Linked DNA regions of Rattus norvegicus: region 2 is linked to region 1. The links are chromatin contacts, called in public Hi-C maps. All regions are on one chromosome and are shown on one strand. Each heading gives the region's core, a stretch centred on a gene start, on an enhancer-like site or on the middle of the called end of the contact. The rest is flanking DNA. Distances are from core to core; before and after follow the strand shown.

Region 1 (4,711 bases), core at 1,128-3,627:
TTGGTACTAAGAGAATTAAACTATTTGATTATATGGACAGCTTTTAATAATCATAGGACCTGCACTTTGGTTTGAGAGAATCAGTTTGTTTGATGATGCTGTTATAAGGAAAAGTTACCCCTTTCTGTCTGAAATGGAATATTGGTTTTGTTTGTTAATAACGCAGAAGATAGGACACTGAGCAACTTTCTGCTCCTAGTATGTCAACTGCTGTGGGGATAGCTAACAATCTATTTTAAGGGTGCGGGATGGATGAAATGGATCCATGTTAGGAGGTCATGATTAGAACCATGTGCTGCTTTCTTTGCATGACTCACTTGATGATTTCGTTTTTCTCCATTTAGTTGACATTAAGGCAGTACAGTAGGGATTTTAAATGCAGTGTTTTCCTCCTTTGCAATGATCTCTTTTAGGAAATGTATATACTTTTTTTGTTGTTTTTTTCTTTTTTTCGGAGCTGGGGACCGAACCCAGGGCCTTGTGCTTGCTAGGCAACCGCTCTACCACTGAGCCAAATCCCCAGCCCCTATACTTTTTAAAAAATTGGCCTTTTTTTCATTTTGGAGGACTCATTGCTTACTTAATGTCCAAGGAATGATTTTTTTCAGCATCATTTTCATTTAATATAAAAACAAAATAAGCATAAATACTAAAATTAGTATAGTTTGTCATCTTAGTGTGGCTTTATTAGGGAAAAAGTTTATGAATACAAACCATTTTCTGTCTGGTGCTACTTATGCAGTTATCACCATTGGAACTTAGATCTGATTGTTTCTGTATGCCTTTTAGAAGTGATTCACTCCATGTGTACAACTCAACTTGTAACAGACACTTTGATGTTTAAATTTAAAATCACATCAACTTACATTCCTTTTGAATTCTAGTTTTTCTTTAAATGCTTTTAATCACAATATAGAAGTGGAATTAAACACTAATACTTTAAACACATAAAGCAGTTTTGTAATAATCAGTGAAAGCTTTGGACTCTTAGAGAACAAAGGTAACTGCATTTTCTTTCCTTAAAAAAAAAAATCTCCCTCCCAGGGGGAGGGGGGCTGGGATAAGGGGTTTATGGACAGGAAACCAGGAAAGGGGATAACATTGAAATGTAAATTAAAAAAATCCAATAAAAATTATCCCCCTCCCTTTGTAATATATATGTAGTAGTTATTCTGTGTTTAATATTGATTTTACTTTATTATCATAGATAAGGGTAGGAATTAGAAGTATAAAATTCCTTTGCTTATTTAGGGTTGTTTTTGTCATTATGTCCAAATGTCCATCCATACACAGAAACATGTCAGTGCTTATATTAGTCCTTGTAAGTTTTAACATTTTTAGAATTATGTAGGTAAGTTTTTTAGCCATTTGCTCTTAAAATCAATATATAGGCCTTGTATCATTACTGTTATTTTTATGAAAGAATTGTCTAGTTCAGGTTGTTTTAGATCCTGTCCAAAGGGAGTAGAGTGCTAGGAGAAAACATGAAAAGGCAGGTAATTCCACAAAATGGTCCTTTGTGGGTATGATACAAGAAGAATGCATGCTTGAGAGTGCTTGTGGATCTGTAAAGGAAGACACCAGGTGAGTGCTGGCCAGCATAGTGGAGGTGGTGAACTTAGAGGGAAGACAAGAAGCAGGTTGTGGAGGTAGTGATTAATCTGCTGGGCCTAAGATTGTAAAGGTTCAGGTTTTTAAGCCTTGTTCTGGATTTAGTACAAAACCAAATTATTATAGAGTCAGGGGCACGATCAGCTTGGTCAGTAGCAAGTTATTGGGAGCTAGGTTTATGATTTGAAATACATAGGACAAAATCCAGCAAACATATTTGTTACAGTCTTAAGAACTTAAGACAGTTCTTAAGACCTAGGAAAAATAGTACAGAATTTTAAGGGCTAGAGAGATGGTCCAGCAGTTGAGAACTGTCTACTCTTCTAGAGGACCAGGATTAATTCTCAGCACCCACATGATGGCTCACACCCATCTGTAACCCCAGTCCCAGGGGCATCTGACATCCTCTTCTAGCCTCTTTGAGCACTAGGCACGCACCTTCACACAGCGTATAGTATATCATGTGCAAGCCAGAATGCTCATACACACATAAAACAAGTAAAAATTAAAAATACTGTGGATCTTAAACTTCAATGTCATACTATTTACTCAGTTTCAAAAATCGTCTCGTACGTATTGTGGAAGAGAATATAGAAATAACACCAAGAAAGACATTTCTTGGATAAGTCTTAGCGGAGGGAAAATTAGTGCAAATCAAGTGATCATATTCAGAACTGTTAGGACCTGAGACCAGAAAATGTAGACATAGCAGTCTAGAGAGGGTGGGGACTTGCCTTTATCACAAAGCTCGCTCGTTGTTGTAGAGGTGGTGCAGGCCCTTCATTCTGTATGCTGACTTGTTTTATGATGTATGTGCCACTCATGCGAGTAGACTGAGAGGAAGAGAGTTCCAGTGTATTTCCACACACTGGAAAACTGTTAGAGCCTCCCTCCCTGTGTGAACAGAGGGAAGACGGAAGCAATTTTGCCACTTCTGTGCTATGTTGGACTTGAACAAATGCTGGTCAACTTCTTGGAGCTAGAATATATATTCTTCTTAAAATAGCTAAAAATAAGACCTTTTTTTGGGGGGGGAGGTGTCAGTTATTCTAAAAGTGAGAAATCAAAGGTATGTTTGGAGGATTTAAATTTACTTGAACTTTTCTGTAACCAAAGGATAGAGCCCCAGTTCTTAAAATATTGTTATACAAATGAATTCAGTGTTCATTTACCAGTGTTGCTATTTTTATTACTGTTATTTTTAGTAACCACTCAGAGGAAGGCAGTATTTTTCATTAGAAGATTTAATATAGAGGCTTAATACTGATAAGTGATTCAGGCCAGGAAGGTAAGTTTGCTTCACCTTTAGATCAGCGTGGGGCATAGCTCTGTTTTTGTTGTTTTTAAGTCAGGGAGGTAACTAAGAATGACACTCTATAAAGCAGCTGCTGTCAACCTTTAATATTATAGTCTCATGTGGTGGTGGCCTCCAACTATAAAATTATTTTGTTGCTATTTCATAACTAATTTTGTACTGTTATGAATCGTAAATATGCAGGATATTAGATACGTGGTCCTTGTGAAAGGGTCTTCCCATCTCCAGTGGGGTCATGACCCACAGGTTTCAGAGTCTCTGTGCTAAAGAAAGACGATTGTGAGCTGGGGAGTTAGGTGTGCCGCATTTAGTTACTACATCCTATTTCCTATACCAGTTTCTGGAGGGTGAGTGACTGTTCATTTGTAATTATATTAAAAAAAAACCCTTGAAGTAGAAGTCTTAGTTCTTTGTGCAAAGTAATTTTATTACCTAGATACAGTTGTATGCTAAGAATTGAACCTAGAGCTTCATACATGCTGGGCAAATGCTGTATCATTTGTTTTATTCTTACAAATAGAATAAACTCCTTTTCTAAGCAAAGTCTGTCTATTCTGAGGATATAAGATACAAAAGATTGCTCATATGAGAAGTCTTCTTCTATCAATATTTTTAAGTTTCTTCTGGTAGGAATAATCTGGTAGAGAAACCGGAAAGGCAGAGGAAGGTGCTTTAACTATTAGCTTTATGTTCTTGAGAGTCCTTAACTGGTAGTTTACAGGTACAGACCTGAAGTGTTAATTAAGTAGACCTTCTTGAGTAGTGTAACCTGGTCTTGGTAGTCTGGAATGAAGTGAGTGGGAAGGTATGCTCTAGGACAAAGGGGGACAGTCAGAAAGGTAGTCAGAAGGTGCTACTGTATTAGTACACAGTGGCACATGCCTGAGTTTAAAGTTAGCCTGATATACATAGCAAGGTCTAGGCCAGTCAGGGCTGTCTAACAAGAAAGACCCCGGAAGAAAAGAAGGATGAGGACTGGTGATGGCAGGATACAAGCTTTTCTTAGAACATACATATTGATTAGTTGGTTAGTTGGAATGGCAAATGCTTGCAGAGTAGTAGTGTGAACAGTAAGTGAAGTTTAGAGAGTAGGCAAAACCAGGACTGGATTGTGGTGCTTCTACATACTGGACTTGATAGTTGAATTTTATTCCAGGAATTCTTAAGTTTTGGACTTTTTGGGTATGTCATAGTGAACTTGTGCATAAACTAATAAAAACACGTCATATAGGTATATAGAATCAGGGTGGAAGGTTAAGCATTTGTATATGGTTGACTTATTACGATTCCTTTCTGGACAAGACTGGGGAACTCAAAGCTTCATAAGCCCTCTTCTGCAAACTTCAAAGATACTTTTCTGTTTAGACAAATGCTCTGACATTGTATTTTATCATGTCAGAAAAGTGAGTGTGTGTGTGCATGTGCGTGCATGAGTGCCTGTGTGCGTGCGTGTGTTGTTTTCAGCCCAATTTTGATCACTTAAGAGAGAATTGAACTTAATTGTTTTAAGTTGTGGGCTTTTTTGGGGGGTGGGGAGGAGACAGGGTTTCTCTGTTGTATCCCTGGCTGTCCTGAAACTTAAGAGATCCATCTGTGTTTGTTTCCTGAGTGCTGGGATTAAAGGGGCATTGCAACACCACTGCATGACAAAAATTGCACTTTTTAATTTTTTAAAATGAAAGTTGAAAAGAAGGAAGAAACTTTTGTGATGTCATGTATTAAATCAAATCTGTGTTAGCAAGCATAATGAGATTTTTTGAGCATTACTTTGCTGATATGTGTTAC
Region 2 (4,711 bases), core at 591-3,090, 100 kb after region 1:
ATCAGTTTGAAACTTAAAGACCAACTGACTTTATAGTTGTAGTGAACTATACGTGATTTTGCACAGTTGACATACCTGTGTGTACTGTAGGAGTCCAGGACATGGCAGAGGATGTATTTTTAGATGTACTGGATATGATGATGTACTTTGTTAAATAATCCAGACTCAAACGTAATCAGAAATTATCCAAGTAATGATTTGACAAAAACCATTACTTACAAAAATTTAAGACTTTGGAACAGCGTTTTTGGTTTTGTTTTAAATTTAAATAAAATTCTGCTTCCTTTTAAGAAATTCAGGGAAGATTTGATTATATTGAAGATACAATATTTTTGTAGTATTTATAAACTGTCCTAATTGATAGACTATAGAAACCATTTTTGTCATACAGAGGTAAATAGGTCTATTATATAGAACATTTAAACCTTGTGAACATTACACCTACTAGGTTTGATTTATGAAGTGGCATAGTATCTAACTTGCACTGAGCATCTTTTCATTCACATCTCTCCTGCCTTTGTCTCAATGGCAACAGTACAGAAAATTCTGTCAAACCTCAGAATATAGTAGAAATAATTAAGCTGTTGAATGAGTCTTAAACATTATACTACTGTTAAGTGGACCAAGTTTGGTGAAGTAGAATGTGAGAGGCTGATTAAAGAAGGAGCTACTCACGGACATTTGGAGTGATAACTTTTCCACTTGAGAACTACTTTATGTTTTACTGTAATTTTTTAAAGTTTTTTTTTGTTCTTTTTTGTTACTTTGCAAAAGAAAATAGTATTTACAGGTGGCTTCTTTTAAAATATAAAAATATAAAGCAGGAATGTATATGAAATGTCAGATTTTATTGTATTTGCAGAGTATTAGCTTTGAAATTGAATAAAGAAAGCTGTTTGTAGTTTTAAAAATGCCTTCTTGGTATCAGTTAGAAATTTCTTCTATTTTTTATGTACGTAGAGTTCTTTGAGGTATAGAGTTTTAAATGCAGGATTTTACAGTGTTTACATGCAAGTGCATTTTATAAGTGTTCTTTATGTGTAAATTAGTATTTTCAACTGGAAAATGTTGGCTGGTGCAAAAAAGGCCTGGCCTTTTTCTGGTTCCCATGATGTTGCCTACACTGCTAGACTACAGTATTGCTTTGTATCATGAGGCCAAGAATCCCATGTTGTTTGTAAATAGGATAATTGAAAAAGCAATAAACATTTATTGAACAAAAGAAACTTTGTTTGGCCCAGAGTTTATGTTGAACCAAATTGTTCATAGCAATTTAAATTTCCTTAGATTCATTTCTGTTAATCATCAGTTATTAATAATCACATCCATCATTAATAGTTGCTTTATTGCTTGCATCTGAGAGAATACTAATGCTTAATAGCAGTCAGATACTTAATAACTGCACTGACTGTTGAGAATTCTTTATACCAAACCTGTTCATCATCGTTTCCAATTTCCTTCATTGACTGCTACTAACTATTAGTTGTTAGCTGTATTTTATTTCTATTTTTTCTGTTAACAAGTTGGGTTTTTCAAATTATTTTTTGTGGGAGTGGGCTCTTCTTCATTTGTTCAAATCATGATATGAAATTGTCATGATTTTTATTGTATTCTGTAGATGGTGTCAATCAGTTTGTCAGAATTCAACATGCTTTTTTTTATTAGTTGTGATTAGTTTTCATGTTGTCATTAAGCCGTCACTAGCTGAAACTAATCTCTTCTCTATCTTTTCTTTTCTTTTTTTTGTTTTGTTTTTTGTTTCTAACCACCCAGCCGCCACCGGCAACTAACCTATGACCTTCTGACCTCTGAACTCTTCACCCAATGATGACCTGACCATGCCTGCCTGCTGATCAGTTAACTGGTAATCGCCTTTGCTTGCCTGTCGTCAGTGCAGCGAGCTGAGGCACTTGTCCGTTCGTCTTACCATCTAACCAAACAAAAGACAAAGAAATTGTCCTCCAACTCAGCTTTTCCCCCCCTGTTTGGGTGAAAGTGGTTCTAGAACCTGCACTGAATAGTAGTAAAGCAATAAGGCCCGATTCATCCCACAGCACTGATCATCTTTCAATGCCCCACCCCAAGCGAACGGTAAGAAGGCCTCTCTTAAGAAGGGGAGACAGATGGCCCTAACTACTCAGTGACAGAGGCAGTTACTGTGAGAGACTTGTAGGAATCCTTTTCTTTCCTAGCGAAGTCAAAGCTCTCTCTGAATGTACTGTGTGACAATGCATCATGCATGAACCTTCGGTCAGGGACGTCATTGGGGAAGTGACTTCAAAAGTATTCAAAATTTGACATGCTGTTTGTTTAGTCACTACAGTGCCCTCAAAGGGCAGACATTGCAGCCTTTTTATATTGCCTGCCAAAATTTGAAGTATTAGAACAAAGTGTGCCATGAGAGAAAAACTTAACAAGGAGTTTTGAAAAGTAATGCAAAGAACAAAACTACAACACTATTTTTAAAAAGTTGAGTATCTGAGTTAAAATTTTCAAATCTTTATTTTACACCACTTAAAATTATACGAGAACAAGGTACATGCATTATGTGTCACATTACTGGGCAAACTGTTCAAATATTTTTTTTAAACCTCCCTGTATAGAAAATATCATTAAGGATGTAAAAGCCATGCTTGCCTATTTGCTGTATACATGTAATGAAATTGTAGATAAAGTGTAGTGCATTGAAACAAATGAACAAAAAGTAGATACTTTTACTATACAAGGGTGCTGGTGCAGAAAAAATATATATATTTTTGGAAATGTAGCATTTTATACTTTCAAGTGTTATAAAAAAAAGAAAAAGAACAAAGAAACCCTTTATTTCATTAAATGATTTTTTCTGGTGGTTGTCAAGAAACAAAAGACCAAAAGAGCCTTTTTGTCTTTCTTTTTTATTTTTTAAGTATTGGAATAAGTCTAAAGAAAAAGAAAGTGCCTTATTTTCCTTCATGGTCATTTAGTCAAGTGTCCTGTAAGATCAGCTCCTCCCTCAGAATAAAGTTACTGCATGTTCCTCCCTCGCCCAGTATGTGAAAGGAGATATGAGGAGAGACAAATGAGTTGATGGTCTAAATGATAAGATTTGTGTCACGTTATCTTGATGCCAGTTTGCCAAATCTGATACTGTGAAAAAAAATTTGATAGCTTTTCTAATGTCTGACTAGTAAATTTTAAAATGCCATTCTTTTACAAATCATAATTGAGTTCTTTTAGTTATTACCGTCTTCAGTGTTAGCCCAAAGAATTCTGAAGTTTAGAAAAAAAATTATGTGAGATCTGAACATCAGTTTACAGACAAAATTAAATTAGAACTTTATTTTATTTGGAGAAGAGGAATACAATGGATTTTTTTTCTTACCAATTAGAAATAATCGTAATGCCTAAAAAACTTTTTCACAAAAATGAATCTTTGAAATTTTTTATTGTTGAAAAAGTGTTAAGTAACCTAAATTTAATCAGCTATCTTATGTAGTCCATCTCTGCTGGCTTCAGTAACTGCTCCTAACCACACCATTTTAACTCTGAAGGAATGTGGAAAGCCTGCATCACAGCTACACTGGATGCTCAGCTCCATTCCTTTTCCTCTTGAGTTTCTCTCTTGAAAGTCACACAGTTTTGTAGTTGAAGCAGTTTGTGTGCATATAAGCCTGCATATAAACACTTGAGTTAGTAAGTCATTGAACTGCCCAGTACCAGATGTGGCAAATCTCAAGTGATTGTGAACTCCTGGCTCGTCAACTCATGCCCTCTTCCATACCCTCATGGCTTCACAGTCAAGGTCAGCAGGAAGCTCATTGGCCACCTTCACGGTGACCTCTCCATTATTCTGTCTCACTTGGAACCATTTTCAGTTTATTTACTATGCAATAGACAGTCCTTGTTTGTACTCAGCTTTGGTTTAATGTACCACTGCTTTGTCTTTCTGTTACACATGTGGTGGTTTTGATTTATTTACAATATATGCTGTGCCATTTTGATTTTTATTTTGGTTGGTTGGTTGAATAAATATGCGACACTCAGAACACTTGAGGTGATAGTTTAAAAGAAAAAGAACAGTACCAGTATTTGATCCAGTCTCATCTCAGCTGTGTTATACCTGGACATTTTAGATGTTTATCAAAGGTCTTTTATGGGGAAGAAAGTAAATGTGTAAACCAATAGACGTGTGACGTTTATGAGTAATGCTGGCTCTGAACAAACTTCTGAAAACTTAGTTGACAGTGTTTTGAGTCAACTGAAAAAAGCATGACTTTTGGAATCTCTGAATGCCTTGGTTCTCAGTATTATCACTCTATTGAATTTTTTTCTTATTAAAGTATGTAGTTTTTTAGACTTTTTTCCTGACAGTATTATGTAATTTTTTGGCGTGGGTAGATGGGAGTGTCGCTTGTATGTTACCATACAGCTGACATGTATTTTTTGTCTATTCTTTATTATCTTAGTAGTTTCATGCTGTGTATGTACCATAACCAACCTATTGCCTATGAGAAACATGTAAGATAATGTATTTACAGCCATTGTTACAAGTTTATAATGTATTTTTCTATCTTGTTTTATATGTATGTTATATAACATTCAAAAGAATTTTTTTCTTGATTGAGAAAAGGATACAAAATGCAAAATCCACAATTTTGATAACTGAAAATCGCCAATTGTTTTGCAGTACTTTATTATATTGGTGTCTTGTCTTTCTTGGGCTTTTAGTTAG

Evidence for each region. A called contact is a pair of places that touch in the nucleus more often than the background predicts.
Region 2: a Hi-C map of Schwann cells shows a contact between it and region 1, with 3 times the contacts expected there. The contact joins two enhancer-like sites. A contact is called at or near these places in 6 of 12 Hi-C or Micro-C datasets (Schwann cells, frontal cortex, kidney and 2 more).

Annotation. Positions count from the first base shown.
Region 1 is chr1:52,940,249-52,944,959 of GRCr8, forward strand. All of the region lies in intron 1 of Qki (QKI, KH domain containing RNA binding), which reads left to right. Among named protein-coding and RNA genes, the nearest start is that of Qki, 7.2 kb to the left of the region's middle. Within about 2 kb of position 2,378, at least 23 of the 93 cell types and tissues checked have an H3K27ac peak or open chromatin away from gene starts, as enhancers often do. A contact at or near this core is called in Schwann cells, where this site is marked.
Region 2 is chr1:53,042,496-53,047,206 of GRCr8, forward strand. Qki (QKI, KH domain containing RNA binding) reads left to right here. Exons shown (of 8, transcript NM_001414465.1): 8 at 1,774-4,711. The coding sequence ends at 1,790. Among named protein-coding and RNA genes, the nearest start is that of Qki, 110 kb to the left of the region's middle. Within about 2 kb of position 1,841, at least 4 of the 93 cell types and tissues checked have an H3K27ac peak or open chromatin away from gene starts, as enhancers often do. A contact at or near this core is called in Schwann cells, where this site is marked.